2 separate regions of the Triticum aestivum genome follow, and region 1 is linked to region 2. The links are chromatin contacts, called in public Hi-C maps. All regions are on one chromosome and are shown on one strand. The core of a region is the stretch at or near the end of the contact, and the rest is flanking DNA. Distances in the headings are between cores, read along the strand shown. Region 1 holds the start of LOC123156502 (rab GTPase-activating protein 22). Region 2 holds the start of LOC123163064 (RNA-binding protein 1).

Region 1 (4,154 bases), core at 1,155-3,654, 700 kb after region 2:
TGTCAAGTCTAGAACTAAAACCTAGTGGATTGGCTCCACAAAGAAACATAACCTTTTGAGTTAGACTCGATTCATAGTACGAAAGAGTTTTTTTTTGCATGGTAATACGTGTCTCATTCATATCATAAAGATTAAAGTACAAGTCACGTAAGGACCGACATAACAAAACTAAAAAGATAGCAGAACATCTCTGAGCTTGACACCAACGCTCATCACCTGCCTCCGGCACCACGACAGCAACCACCGAAGAAAAGAATGATGGATCACCTCCTCACCCGAGCTCGACGCGGCTCCATCGCTGATATGCAGCTTTGCGGACCTCCAAGGTGGCTCACCAAAAGTGAAGCCCTTACCGTTGAACGAATCAGACCGGGGCAACACCCCGGACACGCCATCGAATTCCAGATCTGGCACCCCACCGTGACTAAGACGTCGCGGAAGGAAACCATACCTGCCATCCACGAACCACAAACCCAGCACATGTTCCGTCTTCCAGATGTCGTCGATGCAGACCACAATCTGCATCCGCTCCTGGACTACCTCCCAAGCTCCGCGCCGACGCTGGAGCAAACGTTGTCACAACGGCGGAGCCCGGGGACACAGGTCCACCACGAGGATGCCACCGCCGCCACGCCATCCTTGCTTGAACAGACTGGTTTCTAAATTCATCCCCAACCATAGGACCAATGGCCTTGTCAAGGAAGGATCCGAAGAATCTTTATTCAACGTTGTCATCGTCGCCGTCGAAACAAAGACGATGAAAGCCTAAAAACCTAAAACTATGAGGGAGTAAAAACGATCCACACGCGTGGATCCGGCGACCCCCTCACCACCGACGACCGAGGTCGCCGGAGGAGGGGAGCCGCCGGAGGACGGCGCTGAAAGATTGGGTCTTCTGGCGGCGGCTAGGGTTTCCAGCCGCTAGGGACAGGAGGAAAATCGGGGCGGACCTAATAGTACGAAAGAGTTATACATATCAAATTTGGATTGTTTCGCTACTATACGTAAGTACTTCTAATTACATGAAGTAATTAATTATAGTATAAAAGAAAGATACGGAGCTATTGAATATTTTCAAAAGGAATGATATAGACTGGCTACGGACATAGAAACCCATAAATAACCAACACAAGAAGCGGACACATACCAAACCAAAATCTCATACTTTAGCGGGGAGATACCTGCCAAATATTTAGTTTGCACGACAAGTACCAAATGTTAAATAAGATTGACATAAAAAATATAAATAAGATCTTACTAAATCCTTGAAATGAAAGAAGTTCATCCTATTCTACAAAGAGGGAGGAAAAACTTAAAAAAAATTAGCTGATTACGGCTCGGTCTATAATTCATGAACCAACCGAATTTATTCTTTATAGATATCATTCCAGATAATTAATTTCCGAGATAAGTACCAGGCTTTAAATAAGATATTGTACTAAAAATGCTTGAAATGGGATAAAAATTACTACTAGCTGATTTGGAATTTATAATTCATAAACCACCGTATTCATTACGGACCGAATTTCGCATTACCACCAAGAATAAGTACAGTACACCAAAGAACAAAGACAACTCCCTACAAAAAAGATACTTGAACGGTCACACTGACTTGGGTTGGTTCCACCGAAAAGTAACCTAAACTTTTGTGCTAGACTCGATTCGTAGTACGAAAGTGATATGCGTATCAAATTTGGATTGCTTCGCTACAACGTAAGTACTTCTAATTACATGAAATATTAATTATACTATAAAAGAAAAATACAAAGCTATTGTATACTTTCAAAGGAATGGCATAGACTGGCTAAAGACATGGAAACCCATAAATAACCAACACAAGAAGCGGACACATACCAAACCAAAATCTCATACTTTAGCACGGAGAGATACATGCCTCAGGGCAAGTACCAAACATTAGATAAGATTGACATAAAAAATTTGAATAAGATCTTACTAAATCCTTGAAATGGAAGAACTTCAACATATTCTATGAAAAGAGAGGAAGAACTTCAACAAAATTGGCTGATTATGAATCGGTCTATTATTCATAAACCAACCGAATTTATTTTCTAGAGATACCATTCCAAACAATTAATTCATGAGATAAGTACCAGGCACTAAATAAGATATTGTACCAAAAATGCTTGAAATTGGATAAATTAAAAAAATTACTACTAGCTGATTTGGAATTTATAATTCATAAACCACCGTAGTACTATTCATTATCGACCGTATTTCGCATTACGACCGAGAATAATTACAGTACTGCCAAAGAACAAAGACTACTCCATACAAAAAGATACTCGAACGATCACACTGACTCGTGGGCCCGGGAAATCCTACTACTACCTCATACGTCAGTCTCAGTACGCGACTGTTTAAAACCAGCACCCACCGCACCCACCTTTTTTTAACTCCCCTTGTCTCCCTTCGGAGAGAGAGAACCGAATCACCAATCGACCGCACAGTTGATCCGCATCCGCCACTGAGTCCCACCTCGCCGCCGGCGAGGTCCGCGTCGTTGTCCGGCGGCGTCGATGGAGAGGCCCGCCGTCCTCACGCGGGAGAAGTCGGTGTGGGCTTGGTCCCGGTAGTTACAATCGGTTGGTGGGGGCGGGGCAGGAAGGACAGGAGAGCGCCGCGGCGATGAAGGCCCTGCGGCGATCCAGCACCTCGTCTTCGTCCTCATCCTCGTCGTCCCCGAGGACGCCATCCTCGCCGCCGCCGCCTTCGTCGCGGATCCACCGCCGTTCGCTTCTGCTCGTCGCCTCGTCGGCCTCCTCTTTGGCGGCGTTGGGGAAATCGGCCGCGGCGGCTTCGGCTTCAGCGTCGCCGTTGCTTACCGCAGATTCCTCGTCGTCGTCCCCACCGAATTCGGACCGGTCAGTTTTCTCGTCCGGAGTTATGACCACCGATTAATACAGAAATGAAGTTGCTTAAATGGGGGATTTTTGTCCAATAGCATTTTTTGTTTTCTTGGCCCATACCTCATAGTTAGATTAAATCAACTAATGATGCTCAAAATTATGCTTCTTGTGTGTGTTTTGTTGGAAATGGTGGTTTGGTCAGTGGTAGTACTGATGTAGATGCCCCTTTAGACTAAAAAAAATGTTACTTTTGTTTAAGTGCTCACTGGTCAGACCAAGTTATTTATGCTTTGATCTAGATAAGGCTTAGTTAGGAGTTCACACTTCGTAGGCAGGAAGTCGTAGCTCACCTTGTTAGTTCCGTTTCCGTGAAATGCTCGCCAGTTGTTCAGCCAATTTAGCACCAAAATCAATGAGTCATCTTAAAAAAGTTTGGACATGCAGGGTGTTTTGGTTTCATTTGTTGGCAGCTGTAGAGTTGTTTCGCAAATATGTGCCATGGATTTGTTCATTGCAATTGTTTCCTAGTATCGTGAACTGGGCACCTTCAGCATCTGTTTGAGTGGTCTGTTCAGAGTTACTCCCTCCGTCCCATAATTATATTGGTTGTAATAACATCTTATATTATGGCTTATGGGACGGAGGGGGTAGATTACAAGTTGTATGTGGGTGTTGGTAGCAACTCATAAAGAGGTACATTTAGCTTCTAAGGTTTGCATTACCTGTGGCAGCTGTGTCCAAAAACAGTTTTACACCAAACCGTGAAATCCTTAATTTAGTTTTTCGTACTAACTTCACCACCCTATTTGAAAAGCAACAAATGAAAATGAACTGTGCCACTGATTGCCGGTTTCCATGGGTTGAGTAAAAATCGTTTTGAACACCCCTAACATGTGACTAACAACCTTTGGTTGTAGAACAGTAGAAGGAAAGTTGTATTGTGAATACAATGCTGAACTGCAGTAATGCATAACTTAAATCATCACCGAATTATCATTTGGTCGCACCACTTTATAGAATTATCTATTTCATTTTTTATAAAGCAAGCAATCTTTTTCCAGAGGTGCAATTAAATCTCCATGGTCTCGGAGGAAAAGAAAACAAGCACTCTCTTGTCAAAACTGGAGCCGTCTATTTTCTGTGAATGGGAAGTTTCGTGATGGAGGAAGAAAATTTCTGAAGAAAGTTCGCAGTGGGGTAAGTTTCGTTAGTATCCAGGTTTTATTTGTAATGGATGTCCGACACACATATGTGATCATTAGCTATACTCATGTTAACTATGATGTA
Region 2 (4,166 bases), core at 283-2,782:
GCAGATTTTGAAAGGCACGTTGATGAGGGTGATAGGGCGATATTATTTGATGGACTCCACTCCTCTGACCTTTGAATTAAACTGATGACTCCGAAGTTGAGGTGCGAGATGTCTACCATGCCTAACGCGAAACCATTAATGATGTCGTAAAAGGAGCTTTGAGCATGCGCCAAAAACGACGAAAGAAGCCACCGGCCAGCCGTCCGGGCCAGGGGCAGTATCAATCTTCATCGATCCAACAACCCTATCAATTTCCTCCGTGGAAAAGGATAAGGCAAGGAGGTCGTTTTCGGCCTGAGAAACTCGAGCTTCGTCCCCCCAGAAATCTGCTCGAAGGCGCATGGGCTTTTCCTCCGTTGTTCCCAACAGGTTAAGGAAGAAATCATCTATGTGAGCCGTTATTTCCGATTGCTGACCAACACCCCATGCTCGGATTGAAGGTGCAGAAAGCATTTCCGTTTACGCCTGTTGGCGTAGGCATGGAAATAACCCGTGTTAGCGTCTCCCTTAGTAATCCACTTGACGTCGCCTCGACGGCGCTAGTATTCCTCCTCTTCCTAAGAATGAAAAGCACCTGGTTTTCTAGGGCATATCGATTGGCCCACTCCGCCTCCGAGAAGGCTTTGGAGTCAACTTGGGCGTCGAGGGATTTGATTTCGTCTATGAGAGCTTCCCTAGCTCTCTTCGACTCACTATCGTGGTTAGCCCCCCTACCGCGGAGGAAGCCACGTAAGGCACCGGCCGCAGAGATCCAAAGATCCATTGGCTTCCTGGTCCTGCCGGCCGCGGCCACCGCTATCTCCCAACGAGCGATGATCAGAGGAATAAAGCCGCCCACCTCGAAGCAGCTAGCAAGTGATGATGATGTATGCACGAATACATGCTGACCTAGTACTGTATCACACAGGAAATCTTTCAGGCGAGACTTTATTCGATCTCGCCTTGAGCGAGATATAGCTCCAGCGATTATACTCAGCTGGCACCATTATGTTTTTTTAGGCAAACCATTGTGCTACTACTACTAGTAGGCTAAAAAACTATCACAGGGATCATACATGATGTGGCCCGAACCGCCTGAGCCACGCATATTGGATCACGGCCCGAACGACGGAGCCGTTCGGTCGCCAAGCTTGTGCGGCCCAGACGAACATATGTTACGCTTTCCTGACAATCGACCGCCACGTGATGCCATCCGATCTCTCTTTATCTTTCTCTCTCCTACAAGCCGAGACCAAACCGAAACACTTTCTCTCTCTCCCTTCTTTCTCGTGCTCGGAAACCCTAGCCGCACGAAGACTTCGCCTCGCCCCCACATCGCCCGCCGTGTGACCTGCCTACGTGGGCGAACGATGGCCGCGGAGAACTACTGGAGGTACGCCGACGCGCGGCAGCAGCAGGCCATGGTGGCGGCTGCGGCGGCCGCGGCGGGGATGGCGCCAGCAGCTACCGTTGCGCAGGCCGCGACGGCCGCGGGGGGCATGCAGCAGCACCAGCACCAACACCAGCAGGCGGCGATGGCGCAACAGCAGCAGCAGCAGCAGCAGCAGCAGGCGGCCGCGCCGTCGCTTAAGCGCGCGCGCCCAGACTACGGCGGTGAGTTCGCGGCCCTCAGATCTGCCCCCTAGAATCTAGATCTGGATCCTTTTGTTCTCGCTATGATGGTTCTTTTGCTCTTTGTGTCGTTGTTTGTGCTTGCGTGTCTGTATTGTCTCGTGGTTAGTGGTAGTTTTGGTTTTATATAGTTGTAGATGAGATATTGCTTAGATCCAGTAATACGGTCACTAATTTTGTAAACATCGTAGCGGGCTTAGCCTATATGGGGGTAATACTCCAGCATTATCATAGCACTAGATCGATACCCGTACCAGAATTTCTACTTATTATTTTTATAGTCTAAAAAGGGTTGATTTTCTACCACAAATCTGCCCAGAGTATTTTCAAGAACGATGCTGAGAGATGCTTACAGACTTGAAAAACTCGAGTGATACACGTGGTAAATCTGCGGATTGGATTTTGGTGCAATAATTGTTGCCACATCACTTTGCCTCCCCGTCTCCGTTACTAGTGGAAACATAATAGATGTACTCTTCTAATCTGGCTCTCGTAGCTCAATTTTGGTCAGAGCTTTTTGTTGGTTGTTTGGATTTCAGTATACCGGTTTTTAATAGTTGGTACCAAATGTGTGTGTGGATCAATGGGGGGTAATGACTGGTGTTGCCTGCATTATAAGAAATCCTGGAGTTCTCATGACAGTTAAATGCTTGTATGTAGCTGCTCTAACTTCTAACTGTTAGTGTGCGTCCATATTTTCTCCTTGTACTTATGCCCTTTTTACGACTTGTTTATCTACTGAATATTCTTAGCTTGCTGGTTATATTAATTAAAGATATTGTTGGCAAGTGAGATTTACATGAAACCTGTTTTTTTTATTGTTTGCAGATGGTCCTGGAGGACAAGAGATGGCAGGATATTATCCGCGGGAAAATGCAGGTTACCACTCACTTAGAGACAATGAAGCAATTGGAGCATCTTATGACCGCTACTTACGCAATGGGGTATTGTTAACTTCGTTGTAAAGAGCTCACATAATTATTCTGAGCACCTTGTCGTGATACTTTGGCCTTGTTTTTGTGCTTCTAGATGCCTTCTGTGGCAGCCAATGAACCAAGTAGGGCAGTTGTTGGTGCCATGGGTGGAGGTGCAATGGTTGGTGGTGGAATGAGTGGATATCCTGTTGATGATCGCCGTATGATGGGTGTCGTTGGTATGGACAGCAGAGCCATGGGGTATGGTGCAAGACCTGAGCCTCCTCTCCCCCCGGATGCATCCAACACTTTGTATATTGAAGGTCTGCCTGCAAACTGCACTCGTAGGGAGGTTTCACGTATCCTTATAAGCTATATTGCTATCATGATGTGCTTAACTTCATTTCTTAATTGATGGTTGAGTATTCTTTGATGTCACACCACTGATATTCATCACATAGTTCCATTCCTGTTTGTTAATGATACTCTTGTTCTTGTGGCCTAATCTTTGTTGTTCAGTCCCTCTCCATTTATTTTATATGCCCTGACAAGCTGCTTGTTCAATATGATGCACCAGCAGAGAATTTAGAATTGTATCATCTCGCACCATAAGTGCTTTTGCTCCTTAACCTTCTCCACTACAGATATATTCCGCCCTTTTGTTGGTTTCCGTGAAGTGAGGCTTGTCAACAAAGAGTCAAGACACGTATGTATATTCTGCCCTTCTGTTGGTTTATTTTGTGTTAATAAACCGTATATTATATTCTAATGATGACATATCTTGACCTGTCAACTTTGCTGCAGCCTGGTGGAGATCCTCATGTCCTGTGTTTCGTTGATTTTGATAGCCCTGCCCAAGCTACTATTGCACTTGAAGCCCTGCAAGGTGAAAATACTTGTGTTTGCAGATTTGGATTATGTAGTTGTATAGATACTCTTATTTTCATCTCTGGTAATATTCAGTATCGTATGTTTTCATTTTTGGTTTACATATTTATGCATTCCCCATTAGTTTCTTCTCAAGCTTGCTTTGAAATTGGTAATCATGATCAATTGTCTGTTGTACTTTCTTTTTGCAATATGTGCAGCATAGGTAGATTGTGCTTTAGGGATAGTGACCAGTTGACCTTAGCTGGCATTAATAGCCAAAAACTCACCTTCCGCTGCGCTGCGATAATACTAGAATATTTATTCAGACCATGATTTTTCTAGGGCATGTTATTGTATGCGTAAAATTTGCAATTTTGGTTCTAGAGATTAGTGTGAAGTCATTTGACCATCTATACGTTGCTCGGCTCTGCAGTACTGTACAGTTCGAACATCCACGTCGATGTATCCTTGCCAATCAATTCCAGTTTATAGTTGTTACTGTATCTCTTTTCCTATGCGTTGGATCTAATGCTCACTCCTGAATTCTTGATGGCATGGCGTTAACGTTTGAGGTTCGTTATGTTCTCCCGACGACGAAGCGAAATAAACCGTCACGATTCATTTTGCAGGTTATAAGTTTGACGAACACGATCGTGAATCAGCCCATTTAAGGCTGCAATTCTCGCGCTTTCCTGGTCCGAGGTCAGCTGGTGGGCCTCGTGGTAGGCGTTAAGTCGTGCGGGTCAGGTGGTTGGCGAACCTACCGATTAT

What was found. A called contact is a pair of places that touch in the nucleus more often than the background predicts.
Region 1: a Hi-C map of leaf shows a contact between it and region 2, with 5 times the contacts expected there. The contact joins the promoter of LOC123156502 here to the promoter of LOC123163064 in region 2. A contact is called at or near these places in 2 of 5 Hi-C or Micro-C datasets (both in leaf).

The regions. Positions count from the first base shown.
Region 1 is chr7B:251,470,666-251,474,819 of IWGSC CS RefSeq v2.1, forward strand. It overlaps LOC123156502 (rab GTPase-activating protein 22), which reads left to right and starts at 2,405. Exons shown (of 5, transcript XM_044574623.1): 1 at 2,405-2,882; 2 at 3,929-4,064. The coding sequence starts at 2,647.
Region 2 is chr7B:250,770,599-250,774,764 of IWGSC CS RefSeq v2.1, forward strand. LOC123163064 (RNA-binding protein 1) reads left to right here and starts at 1,533. Exons shown (of 6, transcript XM_044580824.1): 1 at 1,533-1,593; 2 at 2,440-2,555; 3 at 2,641-2,884; 4 at 3,170-3,231; 5 at 3,330-3,411; 6 at 4,025-4,166. The coding sequence starts at 1,533. The coding sequence ends at 4,128.